Linked DNA regions of Mus musculus: region 2 is linked to region 1. The links are chromatin contacts, called in public HiChIP or PLAC-seq maps. All regions are on one chromosome and are shown on one strand. The core of a region is the stretch at or near the end of the contact, and the rest is flanking DNA. Distances in the headings are between cores, read along the strand shown.

What was found. HiChIP or PLAC-seq counts read pairs in DNA pulled down with a chosen protein or histone mark.
Region 2: a FOXA1 HiChIP or PLAC-seq map of pancreatic cancer cells shows a contact between it and region 1. The contact joins two enhancer-like sites. A contact is called at or near these places in 1 of 115 datasets of contacts at active chromatin or transcription factors (pancreatic cancer cells) and 1 of 9 other capture datasets (liver).

What each region holds. Positions count from the first base shown.
Region 1 is chr5:137,423,829-137,428,297 of GRCm38.p6, reverse strand. It overlaps Zan (zonadhesin), which reads left to right. Exons shown (of 88, transcript NM_011741.2): 38 at 287-504; 39 at 1,993-2,134; 40 at 2,524-2,741; 41 at 3,628-3,769; 42 at 4,165-4,382. Among named protein-coding and RNA genes, the nearest start is that of Zan, 51 kb to the left of the region's middle. Within about 2 kb of position 2,812, at least 42 of the 459 cell types and tissues checked have an H3K27ac peak or open chromatin away from gene starts, as enhancers often do. A contact at or near this core is called in pancreatic cancer cells, where this site is marked.
Region 2 is chr5:137,704,268-137,708,751 of GRCm38.p6, reverse strand. No RefSeq gene overlaps it. Among named protein-coding and RNA genes, the nearest start is that of Gm15498, 16 kb to the right of the region's middle. Within about 2 kb of position 1,656, at least 148 of the 459 cell types and tissues checked have an H3K27ac peak or open chromatin away from gene starts, as enhancers often do. A contact at or near this core is called in pancreatic cancer cells, where this site is marked.

The DNA of each region.
Region 1 (4,469 bases), core at 1,563-4,062:
GCCTAAAGCTCAGGGGTAAGAGCTACCCTAGTTTAAAAAAAGGCCTCTGGTGCTCATGTTGAGCTAGGACTGTTCTCAGTGTCAGTCTCTAAGTGGTTACTCTCCCACACTCTTCCTCCTTTCTTCTCTATGTCTTGGCATATAGTCCACTGTCAGAGATGTTTGCCGAATGCACAGTGAAAAGGGGAGCCCCGAGATCTCTCAGTTATTCTACCCTGCTTGGTTTCTGTGTTCTATGGGGCCCCTTTACTCTCTCCACTAACCCCTTTCTCCTTCAACCCCGTAGCTCTGCAGTGCCCAGCCCACAGCAAGTTCACAGACTGCCTTCCCCCCTGTCATCCTTCCTGCTCTGACCCCGACGGCCACTGTGAGGGCATCAGCACCAATGCCCACTCTAACTGCAAAGAGGGCTGCGTGTGTCAACCTGGCTATGTGCTGCGCAACGACAAGTGTGTGCTCAGAATTGAGTGTGGCTGCCAACATACCCAGGGTGGTTTCATCCCTGTGAGTTGGCATAGAAAGTGGGTTTGAGGGTGCTTGGTGGGTCAATCTCTTGGGTGTATTAATCAGAGTTTTCTAGAGTAACAGAGGGTATGGAATGACAGTGTATAGAAAGGGAATGTATTAGAGTGATTTACACTCTGTGGTCCAGCTAACCCAGCAATGGCTGACTATAAATGGAAGGTTCCAGAATCTAGTAGTTGCTCAGTCTATAAGGCTGCATCTCTCAGGCATATACTGATTTTAGTATATCCCAGAATCCCACAGAAGTAGGCTTTAATGCCAGTGAAGGAATGGACTTGCTAGAGGGGCACTCACACAGAGAGAAAGCTTCCTCCTTCCATGTCCCTCATATAAGCTGCCAGCACAAGGTGCGGTCCATATTAAAGGTGAATCTTCTCGCCTCAAAGATCCAGATTGGAAGTGGGTCTTCCATCTTCAAATGATTCGATTAAGAAAGGAAATCACTCATAGGTGTGCCCAGTCATTTGGGTTTTAGTTCATTCCGGATGTAATCAAGTTGACAACCAAGAATGGCCACCAATCATAGTGCAACTATGAGGACCTGGGTTCAAATTACCACAGCCCACAAAAGCTATTATAGTGGCTCTGAACTCACAGTGCTCCTGGTAGTTGAATACTGGTGGGTCTCCAGGAGGTGGGAACTAACTAGTCTTGTGGAGAGCAGCGCATGTATGTATATATGTATGTATGTATGTATGTATGTGTGTATGTGTGTATGCATGCATGCATGCAAGTATGTATTATGTATGTATGTATTATGTATGTATGTATGTATGTATGTATGTATGTATGTATGTATGTATTTTTTAAATGGGTTTGGTGGCCACTTTCTAGTTTCCTCTGCTTCTCTCCAACCAGGATGTCATTTCTTGGTTGGTCAGGGCCTGCCATAGGATAGGTAGGCTGTCTGTGAGCTGCACCCCATGCCCTTTACTGGGGGATTCTAGACAGGTCTTTTACTCTAGTACCTGCCCTACCCTCACCTCCCACTCTGCCTATCAGTTGGGTCCTACTCTGGTGTTCTATGGCTGAGTTACATACCAGGCTTCCATTGGAAGATTCTAGGCCTCAGCTTTAACAGCCAGTCATTCCCTTCACTAGGGAGGCACTCCCACAGGAGGATTCCAGGCAAGCACTCTACCCACAGCCTCTGGTGCAGCATGTAGTCGTTTGCTTGCTTTAGTTCTTTTGAGAAAGGATCCCACTGTGTAGCTCTGGCTGACCTAGAACTTACAGAGATCCGCCTGCTTCTGCTTCCTGAGTGCCTGGACTGAAGGCATCGTGCCACCACATCCTGATAAGATGTAGAGGTTTCTTGTTCCCCCCGCTGCGGGTGATTGACACACTAGATGCTGAATCTACAAATAGGGAGGGCAGATCGAAGCCCTTCAGACCGTGGGCGTGTCTGTATCAATTGAACCAGCCTGTTCTTCCTCATTTTCTTTGTTTTCCCCGTGGCTTCTTCAGGCAGGCAAGAGCTGGACTTCCAGAGGCTGTTCCCAGAGCTGTGACTGCATGGAAGGGGTCATTCGATGCCAGAATTTCCAGTGTCCCTCGGGGACTTACTGCCAGGACATTGAGGATGGCACCAGCAACTGTGCCAATATCAGTAAGGGAGCCACCTGGGGGAAGACGGAGCGGGAATGCTCGTGACTAAAGGGCTCGGAGGCAGGATGAGAAGGTTAGCTCCCCAGGCCTTGGAGGTCAGTGATAGAGGGGAGAGATTCTGACCCATAACTCACTGGGTCCTTTCTCAGCATTTGTTTCTCCACGGTTAGTATCCCATGACGAACAGGGAGACCCATTTTATTACTTCATTCCTTGGAGCTTAGCATGCATCGCATGCTCAGTAAATGTTTACTGAATGAATAATACAAGGGAGAAAAAAAAAAAACTCAAAAGCTCTGTTGGCCTTCAGCCACACCTGGTTTCCATAGCTACTGTTTCCTGAGCCCCTCTAATCTTTTCCACTAACCCAGCTTTCCCTCTAACCCACAGCTCTGCAGTGCCCCGCCCACAGCAGCTTCACCAACTGCCTTCCACCCTGTCAGCCTTCCTGCTCGGACCCAGAAGGCCACTGTGGGGGCTCCACCACCAAAGCCCCCTCCGCCTGCCAGGAGGGCTGTGTCTGTGAACCTGACTATGTGGTGCTTAACAACAAGTGTGTGCCCAGAATTGAGTGTGGCTGCAAAGATGCCCAGGGTGTCCTCATCCCTGTGAGTGGGTGTGGAGAGTGGGATGGGGAATGGGGGGGTGCTGGGGTGATGACTCAGTGGGTGAGGTATATGCACCAAAAGAATGAGGACCTACGTTTGAATTTTTGCAATGCATGTGAACTGGCTGGGTGGCCTGTGCCTGTAATCCAGCGCTCCTACTGGGAGATGGGAGGCAGAAACAGGAGAATCCCTAGAAACTTGAGGGCTAGCTTGTGCTGTGTGCTCAGTGGAGAAGGCCAACAGCCAAAAGGGTGGGAGGGGGGAGGAGAAGGGGAGAGGGAGAGAGGGAGGGAGGGGGAGAGGGAGAGAGAGAGAGAGAGCACTGTGTCAATATGCAATTGAGGGTTTGGACCATCCTCTGACTTCTACACATACATGTGCTGTAGTTTCACACACATAAATGCACCTACTCGCACACAAAGATCATTTTGAAAAGTGCCATGAGGGCAACTTTCTTCCCTTCTGCCTTGTGCACATGGGATGCGCCTGTCTGTATGCATGGCTTCATGACTGCCTCTGGAGTGTGAGGGTTGATCAGGTTCTGGAACATACTAGCTGAGTGCTCTGTAGCTGAGCCTCCACAGGCAAATCATCTGTCGTCAGAAGCTATGTGAACTGCCCTGTGCCCCCAAACCACCAAGGGAAGATGGATACCACGGAGTTGCTCTGTAAGGGTTTTGATGGGAGCTTCTAGGCAGGTGCTCTACCAATCACACAGGTCTCACCCCCACCACCTCCAATTTTCCATCAATAATTGGTTGACTGACTAGATGTGAAACGTGCAGATATGAAGGGCAAAGGTCAGCACTTCAGAGAGATGAGGCTGTGGCCCTCTAACCAGACTTCCTGCTCCTGTTCCATTTTTTAACTCCCGTGGCTTTTGTAGGCAGACAAGATCTGGATCAACAAAGGCTGCACACAAACCTGTGCCTGTGTGACAGGGACCATCCACTGCAGGGACTTCCAGTGTCCCTCAGGGACCTACTGCAAGGACATCAAGGATGACACCAGTAACTGCACTGAAATCAGTAAGAGGACCACAGGAACGGTGGGGGGCTGTTCATGACTGGAAAAATTAGGGGCACGGCCAGAGGGAGCTTAGTCCCCTGGGCCTGAGAGGTCAGGGGTAGGAGGTAACACAGTGAGGAGAGATTCGGGGGACCAATTTTTGGGCTGGGTACTTTCTTAGACTTGGTTTCCTCATGGTTACCACCCCATAATAACTCAGAAGACCCATTCTCATTACTTCCTTTCCTAGGGGATTGGCACACAGCCTGTGGTCAGTAAATATTTTGGGGGGGGGACCCAAAAACCTACCTTCAAGTTTTCTTGAACATTCTAGCTTCTCCTGTTTCTATAGCGTGTGCTTCTTTAAGCCCCCTCTGGGCCTCTCCACTTACCCCACTCTCTCTTTCCCCTATAGCTCTGCAGTGCCCGGACCACAGCCTCTACACCCACTGCCTTCCCTCCTGCCTGCCTTCCTGCTCTGACCCAGATGGCCTCTGTAGAGGCACCAGCCCCGAAGCCCCCTCCACCTGCAAGGAGGGCTGCGTTTGTGAACCTGACTATGTGCTGAGTAACGACAAGTGTGTGCTCAGAATTGAGTGTGGCTGCAAAGATGCTCAGGGTGTTCTCATCCCGGTGAGTGGGCGTGGAGAGTGGGGTTGGTGGGGGCTGGGAAATGGCTCAGTGTGAAAACATTTGCTCTGGAAGTATGGGACCCTGAGT
Region 2 (4,484 bases), core at 407-2,906, 280 kb before region 1:
CCCCCCCCGCAGTTCTCCTGTCTGTCCCTCACGAGGAGGAAGTCGTAGGCTCACTCACCTGGTTTTGACATGGATCCTGGTGATGCAGAATCAGCTCATGCGTGTGCAGCAAGCATCCTTACCCACCGAGCCATTGCTTGGCCCCTTGACTCTTTCATCACTGCTAATCTTCCCGAAGTTCTTGATTCTGGCTTCAGGGAGCAAGAATCTATTCTTACCTAATCCAGCAAGCAACAATGTTACTGTTTCAAAAGAGTTTCGTCTGGTTTCGCTCCTGCTTCCTCCAACTCACATTTGTCTTTGTTGTTTTGGTTCCTGTCTGATTTGGGGGGAAACAAATCATCCAAAAGCTGATTTGACCTTCAGTTCTCTGTTTATCTATCAATACCCTTGCAGCAGGTACTTCTTCCAGAGAGGACACCATCAATCACAGATGGGGCGTGGAGGAAGATGATGTGGGAATCCTGGCTCCTAGAATTTAAAGTCAGTGGGTTGGTTCAAGGAGAGGACTACTGAAGGTCTCCCTCGCTATGGTAAATCCCCTTGGCCTTAGCTGCCTTATGTTCTCTGGGGTGGAGTCAGCTTCGTTTAACCTCTCCAGAAGACCGACCATCCTTGGGCATTGGTAGGAACTTAGTCACCTTGTTTCGCACCTCGTTCTCGGTAGGAGACTGTTTCTCATACCCTTCCATGTTGAGGACGGAACTCATGGATTTGTGCATGTTAGGCAAGGGGCTTCACCATTGAGCCATGCCCCCAACCCCTCACTAGGGGATTCTAGGCAGGGGCTCTACCACTAAGCCACGCCCCCCAGCCCCTCCCTGGGGGATTCTAGGCAGGGACTCTATCACTAAGCCACGCCCCCAGCCCCTCACTGGGGGATTCTAGGCAGGGGCTCTACCACTGAGCCACACCTCCAGCCCCTCACTGGGGGATTCTAGGCAGGGGCTCTACCACTGAGCCACGCCCCCAGCCCCTCACTGGGGGATTCTAGGCAGGGGCTCTACCACTGAGCCACGCCCCCAGCCCCTCACTGGGGGATTCTAGGCAGGGGCTCTACCACTGAGCCACGCCCCCAGCCCCTCACTGGGGGACTCTAGGCAAGTGTGTTACCAAGTACCTACATTTCCAAACCCCTCACCGGGAGATTCTAGGCCAAGGTTCAAGCCCAGAGCCACACCCCTAGGCCCTTGCTGATGGCTTCTGTTTTGCTGTGCTGCACCGCCCCTTTCCTCCCCCTTCCTCCCCCTTCCTCCCCCTTCCTCCCCTTCCTCCCCCTTCCTCCCCCTTCCTCCCCCTTCCTCCCACTTCCTCCCCCAACACCCCAAGTGCCCACTGCTTTGACTATAGAATCCCTCAGTGAGGGGCTGGAGGCGTGGATGTGACTAAGCAGTAGAGTCATTGCCTAGCATACAAAAGTTCCTAGCAACACAGAGAGAGAGGGAGAGAGAGGGGGGAGAGGGTACTTAAGCTAAGTACCTATTCTTTGTGTACCTTCAGCGCTGAGTGTACCGCTCTCATTGCTTCTCTTATCTTTGCTGCGCTACAAATTACCTTGAAGCTTAGTGTTTTAAAATGACAGCTCTCCTTTACTGTCTCATGGTTCTGTGGGCTGGCAACGCAGGGCATGACGGGATTGACTTGGCTCAGCTCCAAGGTGGCGTCTGGGGCCTCAGATGGAAGTCCTGAGGCTAGAGAGTTGAAGTCACCTGTGAGCTTGACTGATGCTGGCTGTTCCGCGATGACTCACTCGCTCACCTGGCAAGCAGGTTAGGACTGGATTGTTGGCAGCCTGCCTCTCTTCCTCCTGTGTGGCCCTCTCCCCAGGCTGTCTGAAAAGTTCCAATGATGTGGCAGCTGACTTTCCCCAGAATGGATGATCCAAGACAATGTAGTGGAAGTACCCATCTATCCCCATCCCTGTGTGTGTGTTTGTGTGTGTGTGTAAGCTGGAGTTCAATGATAGGCATCTTTCTTAACAGCTTTCCACCTTATTTATCTATTTTTATTTTAAAAGCTTGTTGGCACGTATGTAAGTGTGCCGTGTATGTGCAGTGCCCAGGGAGATCAGGAGAGAGCATCAGATCCCTGAAACTGGAGTTGTGTGCAGCCACAGGGCTCCAAACCCAGGTCTTCTGCAAGAGCAGCAAGTGCTCCTGACGACTGCTGAGCCATCTCTCCAGCCTCCCATCAGGTGCCACCACTGCCAGCTCATATTTATTTTATGTATGTATTCTTCAGTAACTTCATACATAAATATGATGGATTTCGATTGTATCCACCTGCCATGTCCCCCTCCAACTCTTTCTGGATCCCTCACTCTCCAGACCTCACAGCTGCTGCTGCTGCTGCTAAAAAATCGCCGAGTTCTCTGTTAAGGGTAGGTCCTACTGAACCCTTCGCCTTCCCCTTGGTTTTTGAGACAGCCTGTGCCAGACCCTCTTGCTTGCCGAGTGTGATGTTCACGGGGTCCACACTCACCCCTGAGACAATCGGCTTCACACCAGGGAGGAATTGTCTAGCTAAGGTTAGCCTCTGGGCACGTCCGTGGGGATTATCTCCATTCAGTTAATTGAGCTGAAAAAAGGCCTCCCATTGTGGGTATCACCCTTCCTTGGGCAGGCATCTTGGACTGTATAAAAGGAAGAAAGCGGGGAGAGGTTCCCAACCTTCCTAGTGCTGCGACCCTCATTGCTGTGGTGACCCCCCCCCACACACACACACAACCAAAGAATTATTTTGTTGAAACTTCATCACTGTAATTTTGCTAATGTTACAAATAGTAACGTAACTACCTAATATGTAGCATATCTCCTATGGGACCCGGAAGACCACTGGCTTAATGGCTAAAGGTGCTTATCGCCGAGTTGGAAGAACCTGTCTTTGATCCCACCTGCAGGTCTTTAATTCCATCACTTGGGAGGCAGAGATCTCTGTGACCTCGAGGCCAGCCTGGTCTACAGAGCGAGTTGCAGATCAGCCAGAGCTGCCCAGAGAAACCCTGTCTTGAGAAAAACAAAAATAAAAGAGCGAGTGGACCCCTGCAAGTGTCCTCTGACCTTCACTTGGGCACTCTCTGCATACAAAGTAAACTCACTAAACAACTGTAATTAAGCAATATTTTTTATTGGAGCCGTTGAGCTGAGCACAGTACTCCTTGCTGCCTTCCTCCTAACTGGGGCTGTATTGAGCCCAGCTGCCTTCCTCCTAACTGGGGCTGTATTGAGCCCAGCTGCCCCAAGCTTCTGCTGCCTTGGCTCCCAGCAGCAATGGATGTACCGCAAACTATAGCCCGCATTAACCCTGAGGTGCCCTTGTTAGAGTGCCCCGTCACAGCACCAAGAAAAGAAACCGAGACACTCAGACACTCAAACACTCGGCAGGCACAGCAAGAGTGAGAGGAACTCTCCAGTGCCTAGAACCACTTCCTTTATGACCTAACCTCTGAGAATGCACACTAACTGTCAGTTGCATTTACACACTGTTGAATTGAGCCCTAATTCTTTTTTTTCTTTTTTTAAGATTTTGTTTATTTTATTTATATGAGCATACTGTAGCTGATTTCAGACACACCAGAAGAGGACATCAGATCCCATTATAGATGGTTATAATCCACTATATGGTTGTTGGGAATTGAACTCAGGACCTCTGGAAGAGCAGTCTTAACCATTGAACCATTTCTCCAGCCCCCGAGTCTCTAATTCTAAGACAAATTTGAGAACTGGTAAATTAAACTCTACCTTATGGGCTGGGGAGATAGCTAGTGGGGTGCCTGCCTTGTATGCAAGAGACTTTGGGTTCCTTTCCTAGTGCCATATAAACGGGGTGTGGTCATTTATGATCCCAGCACTTGATAGGTGGAGGTAGGATGGCCAGGAATTCCAAATTATCCTTGATTATGTAGGAAGTTTAAGACTAGCCTGGATTTAAGTGAGATCCTATCTCAAAAAACAAAACAGAAAAACTCTTAGGTTTTTGGATGGAGGCATATTGATGCTTTGTGAACACATTTGAAGATTACCATGCCATTAGCATGACATCATGCTGAGTTACATGTGTTCCTGAATGCCTCCTTCCTATTTTATTAGAGCCCCCATAGGCCATACTCTGATACCCAGCCCAGTACCCTAAGGAATGCCCAGTAGATATCTTAGAATTACTTAAATATAAGAACTCATTCGTGATAACTCTGAAACCATTACAGGTGTGTGTGTGCGCGCGTGCGTGCTATGTTCTGACCAGGTGTGTGCCCATTGCTGCACCTCACTGCCAGGTGTTTGTGATATTGGTTGCTGGGACAGAGTCGGAAAATCTCCCCAGCAACCACAGTCGGGGCCAATCCGGAGTTGCTGCACCTTCATTAGACTCCTTCCTTGTTTTCCCTCCCATACCCATTTCTTGAGGAATCAATCATTTTAGAATAAACATTGTTTAGATCTGGAAATCCCCTACTCCCCGCTTCTCCTTTCCCACTTAAGGCCCTA